Regions from separate parts of the Gossypium hirsutum genome. Here all the other regions are linked to region 3. The links are chromatin contacts, called in public Hi-C maps. All regions are on one chromosome and are shown on one strand. Each heading gives the region's core, a stretch centred on a gene start, on an enhancer-like site or on the middle of the called end of the contact. The rest is flanking DNA. Distances are from core to core; before and after follow the strand shown. Region 1 holds the start of LOC107909959 (RNA demethylase ALKBH10B). Region 2 holds the start of LOC107908291 (probable ascorbate-specific transmembrane electron transporter 1). Region 3 holds the start of LOC107909957 (putative clathrin assembly protein At1g25240).

Region 1 (2,844 bases), core at 266-2,765, 300 kb before region 3:
ATGAAAAGGAAAATCCTAACCCTAACCTAAAATTAAGGAAAAGATGATAGAAAACAAAGAAAAAAGAGTCTCCCCTTTTCATTCAACTAAAAGTGGCTTTTAAAACTGGTTATAACCCTATTTTTATGACCAAAATATCCCTATATGTCTTTTATTTTATTGGTGCTTTAGGTGGATAAAAACTACCTCTAATGTCATTTTTGTTCCCTTCAAACAACGATGTCGCAATACCTATGCTAGCGGCATGGTTTCCATTCAATTTTGGATCACCAACATGCTCCTACAACACTCAATCACTCATTAGGGTCCAAATGGCACCCTTGGCCAATTTAGGTCTCAAAATAGGACAAAATAAGCATAAAATGCTTGAAGAACATATTAAAGCTAAAGAACAAAAAATAAATGAAAACCATGAAAAAGACATTAAATTACTCGAGAATAAGCTCATTAAGAGTGTCGAGGAGCCTAATTTGAGATATCAAATTACAACAGATCAATCTTACACGTGGTGAAAGTGAATTCTAGAATTCGTGTGTTTGTTACTAATATCCGCAATAAATATGATTACATTATACCTTATTACAAAGCATGAGTTGCAAAATAAAAAATAATGAAAAAATGTATAATGAATAGGATAAATCGTATAATGATCTATGACAATGGTTAAACATACTAAATCAATAAATCTCAAGTAACATCATAAAAAATATTCCATAAGATCATGGTTTCATGGATGAATCTTTCCTCAAATTGTTTCCATTAAGTATCAATGTTGATTTTTTTTTTACAAACATGTACCGAAAAAAATAAATTATCATTCAAAATTTAGATACATTTTTGCTTTTTCTTTGAAACCTAGAAAATCCTGTGGAGATCATTTTTCAGACTTTTGATCGAAGGTGTGAATTCTACAAATGTTCCACTTTATTTCTTCTCAATAATCCAATGATGGATTAGGGTTCTTTTTAAACCATATCATTTTTGAAATGTTAGTAAAATAAGATGAATGTAATTTGTGTTGTTGAGGGATTATCCAAATTCGTTAACAACAAATTGTTTTTTTGGAACATTTATTTTTCATTTCATCAGTGTATTCCACACTACTCTATTATATTAATTAATACATTAAATGGATGAATGCTTTTTAGGGGTTTAATTAATTTTTAAAAAAGTTTAGTGATTGCCTCCGCCGTTAAATCTAAAAATTAAGTGAAAATACATACTTTGAATATCACACTATTGCTTGATGGTTAATGGTGTTCACTATTTCGAATGTGATTTGAGTTTGAGTCGTTTGAGTTTTACCCCTGATATTGTAATTCAACAAAATTAAAATAAAAAAATTCTTTATATATAAAACATCAAAATAAACTTTAACCATAAAATTTTAATATCCTTCAGTTTGCGAATTATGAATAAAAAAACAAAAGATTATGCATGTGTGATTCAGCTTCTTCGCACATTGTATACGTTCTTAAACCACTCTATTTAAATCTCAAAATATACATATAAATCATTGAAAAATAAAAAAAAGTTTGGACTCTATTTAAGCCCACCCACATGCGTAACGAAGAAGCAATTTTTTTAGTTTTGTTTTTCCTTTTTCAACTTAAAATAATGAAAAAAATCAAACCCTAGATGTGTTTTATTTTAAAAAAATTGAGCATTGACACTCCCCATCTTCACGTCACACTTCTCTTTTACTGTAACTTCACACGCCCATCACACAACAAAAGAAGAGCATTCCAAAGACTTAGCTTCCAGATCTGACTAAACTAGACCACCATTTTCTCCTTACTTTTTTTTCTCATTCTAAATATTTTATTAGATCCAATTGGAATCGAAGATTAAAACTCAATTGCTAAATTTTCTTTCACTCAATTCTATCTTATTTTAAATTAATTTTTAGTGTTGGTTGGATTTTTGGGATTTGAATTAGTTAGATCTGAATTGGGGGTATTTTAAATTTCTTTTTCCTCGATTGGTTAGGGAGTTTTTCTCAATGGCAATGCCATCGGGAAATGTAGTTTTATCTGATAAAATGCAGTTCGCTGCTCCTCCAGCTGCAGGAGCTGGCGGCGGCGGAGGTGGAGCTGCTGGAGGTGAGATCCACCAGCACCAACCTCGGCAATGGTTCCCCGATGAGCGTGATGGCTTCATCTATTGGTTGCGAGGGGAATTCGCCGCCGCCAATGCTATGATTGACTCTCTTTGTCAACATTTGCGTGAGGTTGGAGAAGTAGGGGAGTATGAAGCCGTGATTGCTTGCATTCAACAAAGGAGATCTAATTGGAACCCCGTGCTTCATATGCAGCAGTACTTTTCTGTTGCTGAGGTCTCCTACGCGCTTCAACAGGTCTCCTGGAGAAGGAGACAAAAGCCTTATGATCAAGGGAAACTTGGGGGGAAAGAGTACAAAAGATCTGGCTTTGGGTTTAAGGGGCATAGGTTAGAGGTGGCTAAAGAAATGCAGAATTCTGGCGTGGATAATGATGCGAATTTGACTGTTAACACAATTTCAGACAGAAACGATATGAAGACTGAGAAACGTGATGACAATAAATCGGGTGGGGAGGATAAAGTTTCAGTAGTCTCGGAGGATATAAAAGGTAACTTTTGGTTTATGTTTCTTTCTTTATCTTTTTTATTTACGTTGTGTGAACATTAAATTTTTCAGTGAATGTTACCTTGTATTCTGTATCTTTTTATGTTTGGTTTTTGGTTTCTGATTGGGATGATTGAAAGTTGTATTTCTAAATGGGATTTTGGGTGTTGATTTTGTTGACTTATCAACTATTTCCTTGATTAAAAAGCTTGGTGTTGCCATATACATGTTTCTTTCTT
Region 2 (3,100 bases), core at 391-2,890, 460 kb before region 3:
AACAATGTAAATGAATGAAATTTTTAACAAAAATAACCAATTTACTTTTTGATTTAATGTATAAAGACTGATTTTTTTCTATTTTTGAGTGAAAGAATTAAAATACAATTTAATTTTTAATATAAATATCTTTATAATACTTTTACCGATACTTCATGCATGAACTTTGGGTTATTTGTTGAAGCTCATTTTATAAATAAACCCCCAAAATTATAGACTTGAAGATGTCCATTTGCATGGCTGATTTTGCAGGGACTAATGTGACACGGTGTCATTAATGAAATCAACATTTAATTTTAGTTGAGACTTTTTATCTTTGAAAAATAAAAAAGTTAAAAGAATTATTGTTATTATTTTTTTAAAATCCAAAAATGATTATTAGGTATGACAAAGGAAGAAAGAAAATGGAAAAAGTTTTGAGTCCCGGCAATAATGAATTTTCATGAATTTTCTTCATAAAATTGTCCAATAATTTGAAAGTAAAGAACCATGACTAATATCTGGGGAGAACCACAGTGAGGGCAACAGCAACTGCAAATAGGAAAAGCAACAATCCTATAAAGTTGACAATGAGAGCTTCTTGGGAGCGAATTAGGAATAACGAAAGGAACTTTTGAAGCAACCCCATCTCAGCTGTGCATATTGCTAAGAAGAAGATAAGTAAGCCACCAAAAGTGTGCCATGGCAGATAGGCTGCTCTTGAATATGATTCTGCACCTGGGAACACATACGAGAAGAATCCTAGCAAATACTGCAATACCAGATAGGGATGTTTTTGTTTTAAATTCCTAACTGAATTAGAAAGAAATTGATTAAAATTTTAGGTACCTGTAAACCAAATAAGCATATGGTAATCATGCCTAGCCAAGAATGTAAGGTAACCATGTCAGGCATGTTGGTCTCATTATGGAATTTGAAGATTACAACAATCCCAAAGATCCCACAACCAAGAGCAATGGTTTGCAATGTTAGGTGGACTGCCTTTTGCACTTGTATGTCTCTTCTACTTGGGGTTGACTTGTATGCCATGATTGCTGTTTTATATATATGTTCAGTCATAACAATAATGCACATCACTTTTCAATCAGATTTCCTTATTTCAATAAAATTCATTCAATGATACTCTAATATATAATCTGGAAATATATCGTACGGAGCATTAGACATTCAAGAAAATGAAAGAGTAGAGCAACATAGACATAATGTTTGAATTAATTATGTTAATATACATGAAAAGCCACTGACAATTACTACTTACCTTCTCCAGCCATTAATATGAATCCAATCACCATTAGAAGTGGATGAAGCTGCAAATGAGAGGGGGGGGGAGCTGAAAGAGATTAAAATGTAGGCATAGAAGCAAACTGATCCATGCAAGAACAATAGGTCCTCCACAGATCATATAGAAACAAAGATATGAAACAGTTTCTGAAGAAAGAGAAGGGATTCTCAACGCAAATGAACTCACATTGAAAATCTTGAACTTATTAGCAGATTCAAAAGCAAGGCCTTCCCGGAACTTGAGAAGCCAAACTAGCACAAGGGTTGTCACTGCTATAAACAACAAATGTCCAAATACTATAACAGGGGTTGCAGAAATTTGGTAGCTTCTGCTCTTAGGCGCCATTGCATCTGCAGAACCTAGATGGAGAACTCAGTAGTCAGTAGTGTTATATAAAATCATTTGAGCCATTAACAAAGAGAGCTTTTGGTTTGATTGGGGAAGATACTACCAAACCGTCCAGCCGGCTGATTCAATGGTGACAACTCCAATAACATGAACAATATTGGGGCTAATTAAAGTATGTATGAGACTTAATGGTTTCAATTACCAATCATGCAGAGAACTTAGTAAGGCTTGCATTCGATTGTTTGTTTGTGGTTTGGGGTTATTGCGGAGAATAGGCAGCGTTTGGAGCCATAAGAAAAGCCAAAGGTGTTCATATCATAAATTTTACTAATGATTTAGTTCGTCCATTTCTAAAACTCAACTTGTGCGATTAGCTAAACTCTTCAAATATTTCTTGCATTTTAAATTAAAATAAAATACATTAATTTAAGTTTGTAAATAATTCCATAATATCTAGTTTTTATGTAAAAGTAATAATAACTGTACTACTTAGTATTTACTTTTTGCTAATATATTTAAATAACTCTTTTATGTAATTTTAATGAGGGTGTAATATGATTATTTCTCATATATTGTAATTTTTATATATAATTATAATAATACCAGTTTTCATTACCTATCTTTCTTTTTATACAAGCTTTCTTTTACCTATAAATCCTCCCAAACCCTTAAATCTTAAGTGAGATCAAACTCACATTCTGCACGTTGTTGCAATGCTAATTGAGTTTTTTTTTTTATAGTTATAGTCATTTAAAATGACTAGTTATATTTATATAGAGTAATATATGTTATTTTATAATAATATATGTATAAAAGTTATTACGGGTCAAACATGTTTCATCTTCTTTTTTATAACCAAGAACTTGATCAACTTGTATTGATCCATATCACGACCTAAGCTTAAAACCTGAGTCTCGAACTCCCAGCAGCCCAGGAAGTTGTGATTGCCAAACTAGGCCTGGCTCTAGAAGATTGATGCTAAGCTCTTAGCCATTTTGGATCTATATTAGGACTAAAAAATGCCGTTAGTAATACTTGTTGCCAGCCAATAACCATTTTGACATAGGCCTCAAAGTGAACCCCAACCCACATAAAATGGGTCATTCTAAAGTTTCACTTAATATTCCTTCTCATTGCTCATTTGTCCGTAGCAAATCAAATCTGGGTTGTATCTTAAATTATCATATCTAAAACGGGGTCTGCAAAGTTACAATGCCTCGAAGAAGTTCCAGCCAATATGTTCAACGGATAATTAAGCACTGAAAACTAAAGCACAAAAGCATGGTTTTTTTTTTTCACTTGAATTTGAACCAGATTTGGAAATGGTTGGATTGAAACTTTTGACAAAGTTTCCTAGGTCTACAAAACACTTGTGCAATAATGTTTGCTAACCTCATTCATTGCATTGCAGCAAACCAAACCCTATACTCACCACTCCACCCTACCTAAGCTAGCAGCTGTACTAAATAA
Region 3 (3,098 bases), core at 480-2,979:
GGCTTGTGAAGAAGAAAATTGGCTGGAAGACTACAATCAAGTAAGCATTGTGTGTATCTCATGTGTTTTCCCTGTCTTAGTTTCTCTCTTCAATATTGCTTGTGTACTATTCCGTGAGTCAAAATAAATACATCTGATTCACCTTGTCTATAAAATTTTAATTCATTAGTTGTTAACTTCATTTTGAATCTCAGGATGAAAACCGGTACAATGCAGGGAGAGGTGCACATATTAACCTTAAGCGTGCAGAAAAAGCTCGAATAACAGTAACCAAAATTCCGGGTATTTACTCTTCTTATTCATCCAACTCTCTGATGGATATGTTTGTATTGTTGAGCTAAATAATGGTACCCTTTGCAGCAATTGTGGATAATCTGATCAACAGAACGTTAGCTTGGGAAGAAGAAAAAAGGGCATTGTTTCTATATGATGGGGTCAGTAGTTCTGTAAACTTGCACAATCATTGTCGTTTGGAATTGTTTCTGAATAAGCTTGTTCCTAAACATGACATACTTGTATGCATATAGGAGCGACTGGTGTCGATACTGGAGGACTACAAGCTGACAAGGAAACAAAGAGAGGAGGAAAAGAAGAGATGCAGGGTAATTTTAATATGTTTTTTGCTTCTGCAAATATTATTGCCGAGTTATCTGAACCTTTTAGCCCTTTGGTACCTTGTCCATTTTCCTTTCTTTTCTCATCTCCTTTTCAACTTGCTTAAAGCGACTTTTTATATGATGAATGGCATTTCCAAGCAGGCCATATATTGAATGTGTGCATTGATCTCTACGACTTATACATGCATAAAAACAATATCTTTTCTATTCCATTTTGCAGGACCAAAAGAAGATTCAAGATCTGCTCCTGACAGAGAGAGAAGCCATTTATGGGTCAAAACCTAGTCCAAGGAAAAGTAACAGCTTCAGAAAGACAAATGGTTATCGAGCAAATGGAAATGGATCCATGACTCCCAGTACACCTCGTCGGAACTCGGTGGGTGGAGCAACTCCCGAGCTACTTACACCACGTTCATATTTGGGGCGTCAAAATGGCTACTTCAAGGAAATGAGAAGGTTGTCTACAGCACCTATAAACTTTGTGGCCATATCAAAGGAAGATACAGTATCTACATACACTTCAGTATGTGATTCGGAGCTCGGGTCTCCACCACATAGCTGAAGTTTAGAAATCCAGAAGTGGTATGTTTTGCCTACGCCATTGAACCTCTTCTGTTAATGTTGTTCACACGCTTAAAACAATTTTTGTTCAATCACAGGAAGAGGATAGGATCATATAGTTGCAATAAGTGTAGACTGGATTAATAGCAGCAGAACCGTGTGTTGTGAATATACGAAAGAAAGGGTATGGATAGATTAGTGTACGGATTGTGAATTGGTAGGAGTCGGACAGGTGACTGACTTTTGTGGGTGTTCGCATGGAAATGATGTTATTTGCCATTGCGGAGAGGGAGAAAAGAAGAAACCAGTTTGAAAATTGTGTTTAACTTGTTTTTGTGTGGTGTTACATGTACTGATAATATTGATAGTAGTAGTATTACTGGATTTTTTTGCTTGAATGTACGTGTACATGCTTGAATGTATGTTTGCAATGTATATACATGTACTCTAGTATGATCATCATTATATTATCATCCATGTTTGTTCAAAATTTCTTATGTCAAGTAAGCATTTTTAACACCACTTCACCAATTTCATAATTCATGTATACACAGTTGAAATTTAACTTCCTTTTTTTTTTTTTTGTACAACACCGAGTTTAGCAAGTTCCAACCAGATAATTCACATGCAAGTGATTTTTATTTTTATTTTTTAACATCTAATCATAGTCTATGAAATTAGCCATTTGTTCCCAAAATAGAAATGCGTAAAGAGAAACAACTATAAACTTGTCCGAAGATATATGCTAACAAATGGCAAATACAGGCAGACATGGCTAAATCACAGCTTAGTTTTCTATCCAGTCGTAGGCCGTCGGTTTTGGGTTTGTTGAAGCAAAATTTTGTATTAAGAAAAAAACAAAAACAAAAAGAGGGGCTTCAGGACCACCTCTGACAAACCCGCTGCTTTGTAAGGGCGACGGAGGGTTGAGGTCGAAGAAACATGAAGCTATGGAAGAGGGCCGTTGGTGCTGTCAAAGATAAGAACAGCATAGTGGTGGTCTATATTTCCAGAAGGAATTCCTTTAGGAACCCTGAACTTGAGGCTGCCATTATAAAGGCCACAAGTCACGATGAATTACACATTGATAAAAGGAGTGCGCAGGTTGTGTTTTCGTGGATTCGAGCGTCGCCCGTTAGCCTAGGTCCTCTTATATGGGCCTTGTCTAGGAGGATGGAGAAGACTCGGAGTTGGGTGGTGGCCATTAAAGGGTTGATGCTCATGCATGGCATTTTCCATTGTAAGGCACCAGTGGTTCAAATGATGCAGCGTTTACCCTTTGATCTTTCCACTTTCAGCGATGGACATTCCAAGCCCAGCAAAACCTGGGGTTTCAATAGTATCATCCGTGAGTACTTTGCGTTTCTAGATCAAAGAGCTGCCATTTTTTTAGAGCAAGATAATCAGAACAACAACAACAAAGTCGAGGAGCGTTTGTTGTTGGTGCAACAGCTTTTGAAATTGGAGAAATGGCAATCTTTGCTTGATTTGTTGCTTCAAATTAGGCCTCGAGCGGAGAATATGAAGGTTAGGCTGATTATGGAAGCCATGGATTGTGTGATCATTGAGATATACGATGTTTACGGTATAATCTGCAACGAGATTGCCAAGATTTTGTTGAAAATATATTCCGTAAGCAAACATGAAGCGGCAATGGCGCTTAGGGTTCTTCAAAAGGCAATGAAACAGAGTGAAGAGCTTTCTCTCTTCTTCGAGTTCTGCAAGGAATATGGCGTCCTAAACGCCACCGAACTCCCCACCGTTACTCGGATCCCTGATGAAGACGTTGAAGAACTTGAGAGGATAATGAATGGGGTTTCAGTTCCAGAGAAGACGATCAATTACAAGGAGGGTTTCGAGGAAATGAACCAAATGGAAATGACAGCAGTTGTGGAAGAATACACAAGGGGAACTTTGAGG

The links. A called contact is a pair of places that touch in the nucleus more often than the background predicts.
Region 1: a Hi-C map of leaf shows a contact between it and region 3, with 3 times the contacts expected there. The contact joins the promoter of LOC107909959 here to the promoter of LOC107909957 in region 3. A contact is called at or near these places in 10 of 34 Hi-C or Micro-C datasets (callus, hypocotyl, leaf and 1 more).
Region 2: a Hi-C map of leaf shows a contact between it and region 3, with 3 times the contacts expected there. The contact joins the promoter of LOC107908291 here to the promoter of LOC107909957 in region 3. A contact is called at or near these places in 7 of 34 Hi-C or Micro-C datasets (callus, hypocotyl and leaf).

The regions. Positions count from the first base shown.
Region 1 is chrD02:50,283,448-50,286,291 of Gossypium_hirsutum_v2.1, forward strand. It overlaps LOC107909959 (RNA demethylase ALKBH10B), which reads left to right and starts at 1,516. Exons shown (of 8, transcript XM_016837676.2): 1 at 1,516-2,609. The coding sequence starts at 2,003.
Region 2 is chrD02:50,125,403-50,128,502 of Gossypium_hirsutum_v2.1, forward strand. LOC107908291 (probable ascorbate-specific transmembrane electron transporter 1) reads right to left here and starts at 1,641. Exons shown (of 4, transcript XM_016835509.2): 1 at 1,469-1,641; 2 at 1,259-1,307; 3 at 829-1,034; 4 at 282-751. The coding sequence starts at 1,627. The coding sequence ends at 494.
Region 3 is chrD02:50,584,928-50,588,025 of Gossypium_hirsutum_v2.1, forward strand. LOC107909957 (putative clathrin assembly protein At1g25240) reads left to right here and starts at 1,730. Exons shown (of 3, transcript XM_016837672.2): 1 at 1,730-3,098. The coding sequence starts at 2,121. LOC107909955 (65-kDa microtubule-associated protein 6) reads left to right here. Exons shown (of 12, transcript XM_016837669.2): 7 at 1-40; 8 at 195-282; 9 at 361-434; 10 at 528-602; 11 at 838-1,199; 12 at 1,277-1,576. The coding sequence ends at 1,179.